Linked DNA regions of Hordeum vulgare: region 1 is linked to region 2. Evidence: chromatin contacts called from public Hi-C data. All regions are on one chromosome and are shown on one strand. Each heading gives the region's core, a stretch centred on a gene start, on an enhancer-like site or on the middle of the called end of the contact. The rest is flanking DNA. Distances are from core to core; before and after follow the strand shown.

Region 1 (2,700 bases), core at 186-2,685, 680 kb after region 2:
TTGTACCGGTGGCCGTTAATCTCAAAGTTGACAGGTGGGGAGTGGCCTTCTGCAAGCCTTGCGAAGACTGGAGAACGCTGCAGCATGTTGATATCATTGTGAGAACCTGCCATGCCGAAGAAAGAATGACATATCCAAAGATCCTACGAAGCCACCGCTTCTAATATGACAGTGCACGCTTTGACATCCCCCTTGTACTGGCCCTGCCAAGCAAATGGACAGTTCTTCCACTCCCAGTGCATACAATCTGTGCTGCCAAGCATGCCTGGAAAGCCTCTAGCTGCGTTGGTCGCCAAGAATCTCTCTGTATCAGCGGCAGTTGGCTGCCTCAAGTACTCAGGGCCAAACACCTCGATCACAACCTGGCAGAACTTGTACATTGACATCAGACATGTTGTCTCACTCATACGCACATACTCATCACCAGATCGCCTGGAATTCCATATGCAAGCATGTGGATGGCCGCGGTGCATTTCTGGTAAGAGGAGAATCCTAGCTTGCCAAGGGCATCCGTCTTGCACTCGAAGTATGGGTCATGAGCAACCACTCCCTCTCGGATACGATTGAACACATGCCTTGTCATAGAAAATGGCGATGAAATTTATCCAGCTTGAAGAGCGGGGTGTTCGCAAAGTAATCGACATAGAGCAGGGCCTGGCCTCTCTCCCTGTTGCGGTTTAGATTGGGAGCACAGCCAGGGAGTGACCCCATGTACCGAGGAAGCTGCCGTTGAATGTGGTCGTGAACCACCAGTGCAGCCACCAAAAGATCTTCATCATCCGACGACGAATCGTCCGATGAACAAATGAAGTGGTGGAAGAAAAACTCATCACCACTGTTCATACCTTTGCGGGCAAAGTGTCGAACACTTAGCGGTCGTGGTGGCAAAGAGGCCGCGATGATCACCTCGATGCAGGGGTGGTTGGCGGCCGGCTACTGGCCGCTCTGGAGCACTCGTCGGAAGCTGCCGTGGCCGCCATGGTACGTCGCCTGCGGTCGTATCCACTCTGCCGCCGGCTAGGACAGTGACGACCAAACCTCCTCTGATCGATGCCTAAACTACGACGAAAGCGCGGGCGTGGTAGCGGCCATGTCGAGACGTGGTTTGCTATGGACGGCCGGGGGCTGAGGTGGCCGGAGAATAGCGACGGCGACGTCAGCGGGGCAGGGCGGGAGAGGGGGTGGAGGCGTTGGAATCGAATGGGAATACTTGTGTCCCCGACACGCGGGCCACGGGCGGACAAGGGCGTGCGACGAGCGCGTCCGCGTGATGTCCGTTTTCCCCAAACTCGACGCAAGTTTGGGTCGGGGATGAGTCGAAAACGGACGAAATCCGGACATTTTCTGTTTGGATCCGCGCGTTGGGCCGGACTAAACGAACGCACCCGGACAAGATGGGTGGCGCGGTGGAGTTGGCTTCCCTTTTTTCCTTTCTCAGCCTGGCGGTGGCCGGCCGCAGGAGCTCCACGTCCTCTTCTCCCTCCCCAACACCCTAATCCACTCCATTTCCCTGCTCCGAACACGGCACGGCTCCTCTCCCACTCCCATCCTCCTCTCTCCAATGGCGCTCGCCTCCACCACCGCCTCCCGGCTCATCAGCCGCCGCCTCGCCGCTCCCCTCCCGCCTCTTCCTTCCTCTTCCTGCGCCGCGCCGCGAGGAGGAGCCAGGGCAGGGCCGCGCCGGTTCGCGGTGCGCTGGGAGGGCAGGCCGAGGGCGCTCCTGGGAGGATTTTCCGACGCCGACGAAGATGCAAGCGACGACGAGGACGAGGAGGATGGCCCCGGCGCGCTTAGCGGTGGGCCGCCGAGGCAGGAGCAGGAGTGTGAGGACGTCATCGAGCTCGCCGCCGCTGCCTTCTCCGGGCCCGAGCGCTGGGACGTGCTCGGACTCGGCCAGGCCATGGTGCGCACACTCCTGTGTTCCCTACCTCTCTGTCTTACTGATGCCAATTTGCAACCAACCAGTAGCTTCAAGCATTCAACATAACGTAGGTCGTAGGGCATTGACTGGTTGGGACTCTGGCAAGATTCTGGCGCTCTTTCTACTGTTAATGATTTAATATTTCGACTTGTGCAAGTTTGACGATGCTGGCTAATGTGACCTGAGTGTTTAGTCCTACTATGTTTTTGGCGGTGCCAAACGTGCAACTGACTATCACTACACTGCATTTCTACTATACTGTTTCCTTTTTTTTCTTGGATAAAGACTATACTGTTTCCTGTAATGGGTAAGTAAATGTGGAATTGAAGGTGCTTTCCTGATGCCAGATTGGAAGAAACCAGTAGCTGGAAAAACAAACATTACCACTTCCATGCACCACAAATGCAGAATACACATTAGCTAGTAATGGTGAATACACATCAACAGACACTAGAGGGCAGGGTCACTAGTACCAGGGATCCGTCTCATGGCCTATCTCGGTGATTATTTGCTGCTTGTATGTGCGCATATACAATTTATTCGTTGGTGCCAAATATGTAATGGACGCCAGTACACAGACATTCAATCTGTTTGGATAAGCTCTTGGGATCAATTGTATTAACTTATGAATGTTTTTTTTGCTCAAATAGGTTGACTTCTCAGGCATGGTGGATGATGAATTCCTCGAGAGACTGGGCATAGAGAAGGGTACTAGAAAAGTCGTTAACCATGAGGAGAGGGGACGGGTCTTGCGTGCCATGGATGGCTGCACCTACAAG
Region 2 (2,700 bases), core at 133-2,632:
CTTCTTGCCGGAGCCAGGGGGGCGGCCGCGGCGCTTGGCGTTGGGATCAGACGGCGGGCTGCTGATGGAGAAGCCGTGCTGCTGGCCTGGAGGCGGGGGCGGCGCGGCACCGCCGGAGGCGGAGGAGAGGGGCGCGAGAGCGAGGGCCATGCTCCCGTCGGGCGCGTACTTGCGCGGGCGTCCACGCTTCTTGCGCATGAGGTCGCCCATGCCGAGCGCATTGCTGCCCGGCGGTGGCGCCACCGCGTGGGGCGGCGGCGCGGCGTAGAGCATGGGGCCCGGAGCGTGATGCTGGTGCGGGTGCTGGTGCTGGTGCTGATGCTGATGCTGATGCTGATGCTGATGCGGGTGCTGGTGCTGGTGCTGGTGAGGGTGGTGCTCCCCGGGCGGCTTCCCCACCATCTGGTCGAACGAGAGCCTCATGCCGCCTCCGGGCATGGGCGCGGCAGGGTTCGCCGACCCAGCCGGCGGTTGCTGTTGCTGCTGCTGTTGCTGCTGGTGGTGGTGGTGCTGCTGCTGATGGTGCGCGAACGGATGCGGCGGCGGCGGCATGGAGGCGATCGGCGGTGGCTGAGGCTGCGGTTGCGGCTGCGGCTTAGCCTGCGAAACCGGGGCAGGCGCAGGGGCCGGGGCCGGCACCGGCGCGGTGGGGGCAGCGGCGGTGGCGGCGGCGAGCGGCGCGACGTCCTTGGCCTCCATTCCGCCCAGATCCAGCCCTCCTGGTCTTCCGGGTGGCGCCGTTACCGCAGCTGCCTCGCCGCGAGCTTCAGTCTCAGCTCGAGGGTCTGAAGCCAACAAACAAAGCCAATCAATCAATCAGTCGGTCAGTATCCGGTCCGAGTTTGACCAAACGAGGGTCTGCTGCCGCTTTATTTCTCCCCCACTCCACTCGGAAGCTGCATCTCAAACGAACTCACGAACAAAAAGGTTGGAGATAACAACGGAGGCGAGTAGTAACATGGGAGGGATCGAGCAAGAAAACAATCTCCAGAATATTATCAGATATAAAGAGTCAGGATGCGAACAAAAGGGAGCCAGAGATTAGGTGGGGGTTAGGAGGGGTGGCGCGCGTGCACTCACGCTCACGCACCTAATGGATGAGATCGCCGAGGACACCCCTTCTTCCTCCTCTCTCGCTCAAAGCACCAGACGACGCCACTCCCTCAGCTCACTCCTCCTCACTCAGCTCAGTACTACTGCTAGTTCTAATGCTGGGCTAGGCAGAGCTATTCCAATCCAGAGGGGGAAGGGAAAAGGGAGGAGGGCAGCGAAATTACGGGGAACGGAAATTACTAAAGTAAAGGCAATAAAGAAGGGGGAGAGAGGAATTGGGGGCAGAAAGAAAGGCGATTTGTTACGGGTACACGCTTCACATGCAGGCACTGCATTTCGGGTAGTAATAAAGGCCAGCGGCAGGGCGTAGTTGGGGAGCTACCCTGCTTTTCTCCCCCCTCTCTCTCTCTTCAAATTAAAAAAAAATAGTTTTTCTAATCTTGGTTTGGAGTACGTTTTCTTTCTCACTTGAGCAAGGAAGAGAGAGAGAGAGAGGAGAAGTGGGACTGGTCCACTCTACTACTCGAGAACCGAAACAGTAGCCGAATTAATATTCAAAAGGGGAGCCATTGCTTGCTTGCCTGCTCGTTTACGCCACGGATTTACTACTCCATAATTAATTAAATTGGCGTGGTACCAGTGGCCGTATTGATGGCCGGTTTAGAAAAGGCCTTGTCTTTTTGGGCGTGCTTGGCGGGCAGGAATCAATCGCCCCTTGGTCATTACTTTTCTCTCCCATCTCTTTTTTTTTTTCCTTTTTTTTCCCCTTTGCTTGCTTGCTTGGCCTCCCTCTCACCGGCTTTTCCCGCTTGCGCCACCTCGCCTCTTTCCCCCTCCCATTTTTATAAACCTGGAAATGTTTTCCTTTTGGGGGGACGGGGGAGGGCCCGCCTGTCGGTGAGAGGTCGAGGTGGCCCGGTCAGAGGGGGAGCGGGCAGCTGGCTGGCCGGTCAGAGGGACAGCAGGCCAGGATTCCAGGCACGTCACGTGACACCATCCGGCCGCAGAAATAAACAACGCCGCGGGCCCACCGCCCCGGGCGCCGGTTCCCGAGGCGCGCCACCGTCTCTCCCTGCGCGCCGGGGCCCGCGGACTGACTCGCGGCAACGGTCACGGCCGCAGCCCGCGCAGGGCGTCTCTCGGCCGTCGGATGGCGCGCGCGGACGCATGTTTTTGGTGGCCCGGATGAGTCCACGCGGATCGGAGGGCCCACGCCCGCTGCTCGCGGACTCATTGACCGGGGAAGTCAACGTTCTGGTGAGTGATCGGATGGAGCGAGCCGCCCAACGGAACGTACTGCTGCTGGGGTGCGTCCTCTGGTAGCAGCAGCGCACGATACGACAAACGTCGCCGCTGTTCGCGCCTCTCACCGGTCGTGCTCATCCATTCCATTTCCGCCGTGGGATATCTCGGGGGCATTCCTGGTAATCCGCACGGGCATGCTGCCGCCAGGGTCTCGTCGGCTAGGGTTTAAGGGCGTTTTTGGTGTAATTATTCACACGAATCGGCTCCGTTCGTGCTACGTCTGTTATCTTTTTTTCTGTGGGGAGATCTAGTCAAAGCATCGGTACAAAATTGCTGCATGTACCAGGAAAGTACTGCTTCGCTTTTTTATTACTACAAGTTTATTACTACTACTACACTTTA

Evidence for each region. A called contact is a pair of places that touch in the nucleus more often than the background predicts.
Region 1: a contact with region 2 is called in a Hi-C map of seedling, with 4 times the contacts expected there. The contact joins the promoter of LOC123435896 here to the promoter of LOC123435880 in region 2. A contact is called at or near these places in 2 of 6 Hi-C or Micro-C datasets (leaf and seedling) and 1 of 1 datasets of contacts at active chromatin or transcription factors (embryo).

The regions. Positions count from the first base shown.
Region 1 is chr1H:351,550,895-351,553,594 of MorexV3_pseudomolecules_assembly, forward strand. LOC123435896 reads left to right here and starts at 1,436. Exons shown (of 5, transcript XM_045115598.1): 1 at 1,436-1,903; 2 at 2,572-2,700. The coding sequence starts at 1,562.
Region 2 is chr1H:350,870,054-350,872,753 of MorexV3_pseudomolecules_assembly, forward strand. LOC123435880 (AT-hook motif nuclear-localized protein 10-like) reads right to left here and starts at 1,383. Exons shown (of 6, transcript XM_045115597.1): 1 at 1,091-1,383; 2 at 1-785. The coding sequence starts at 699.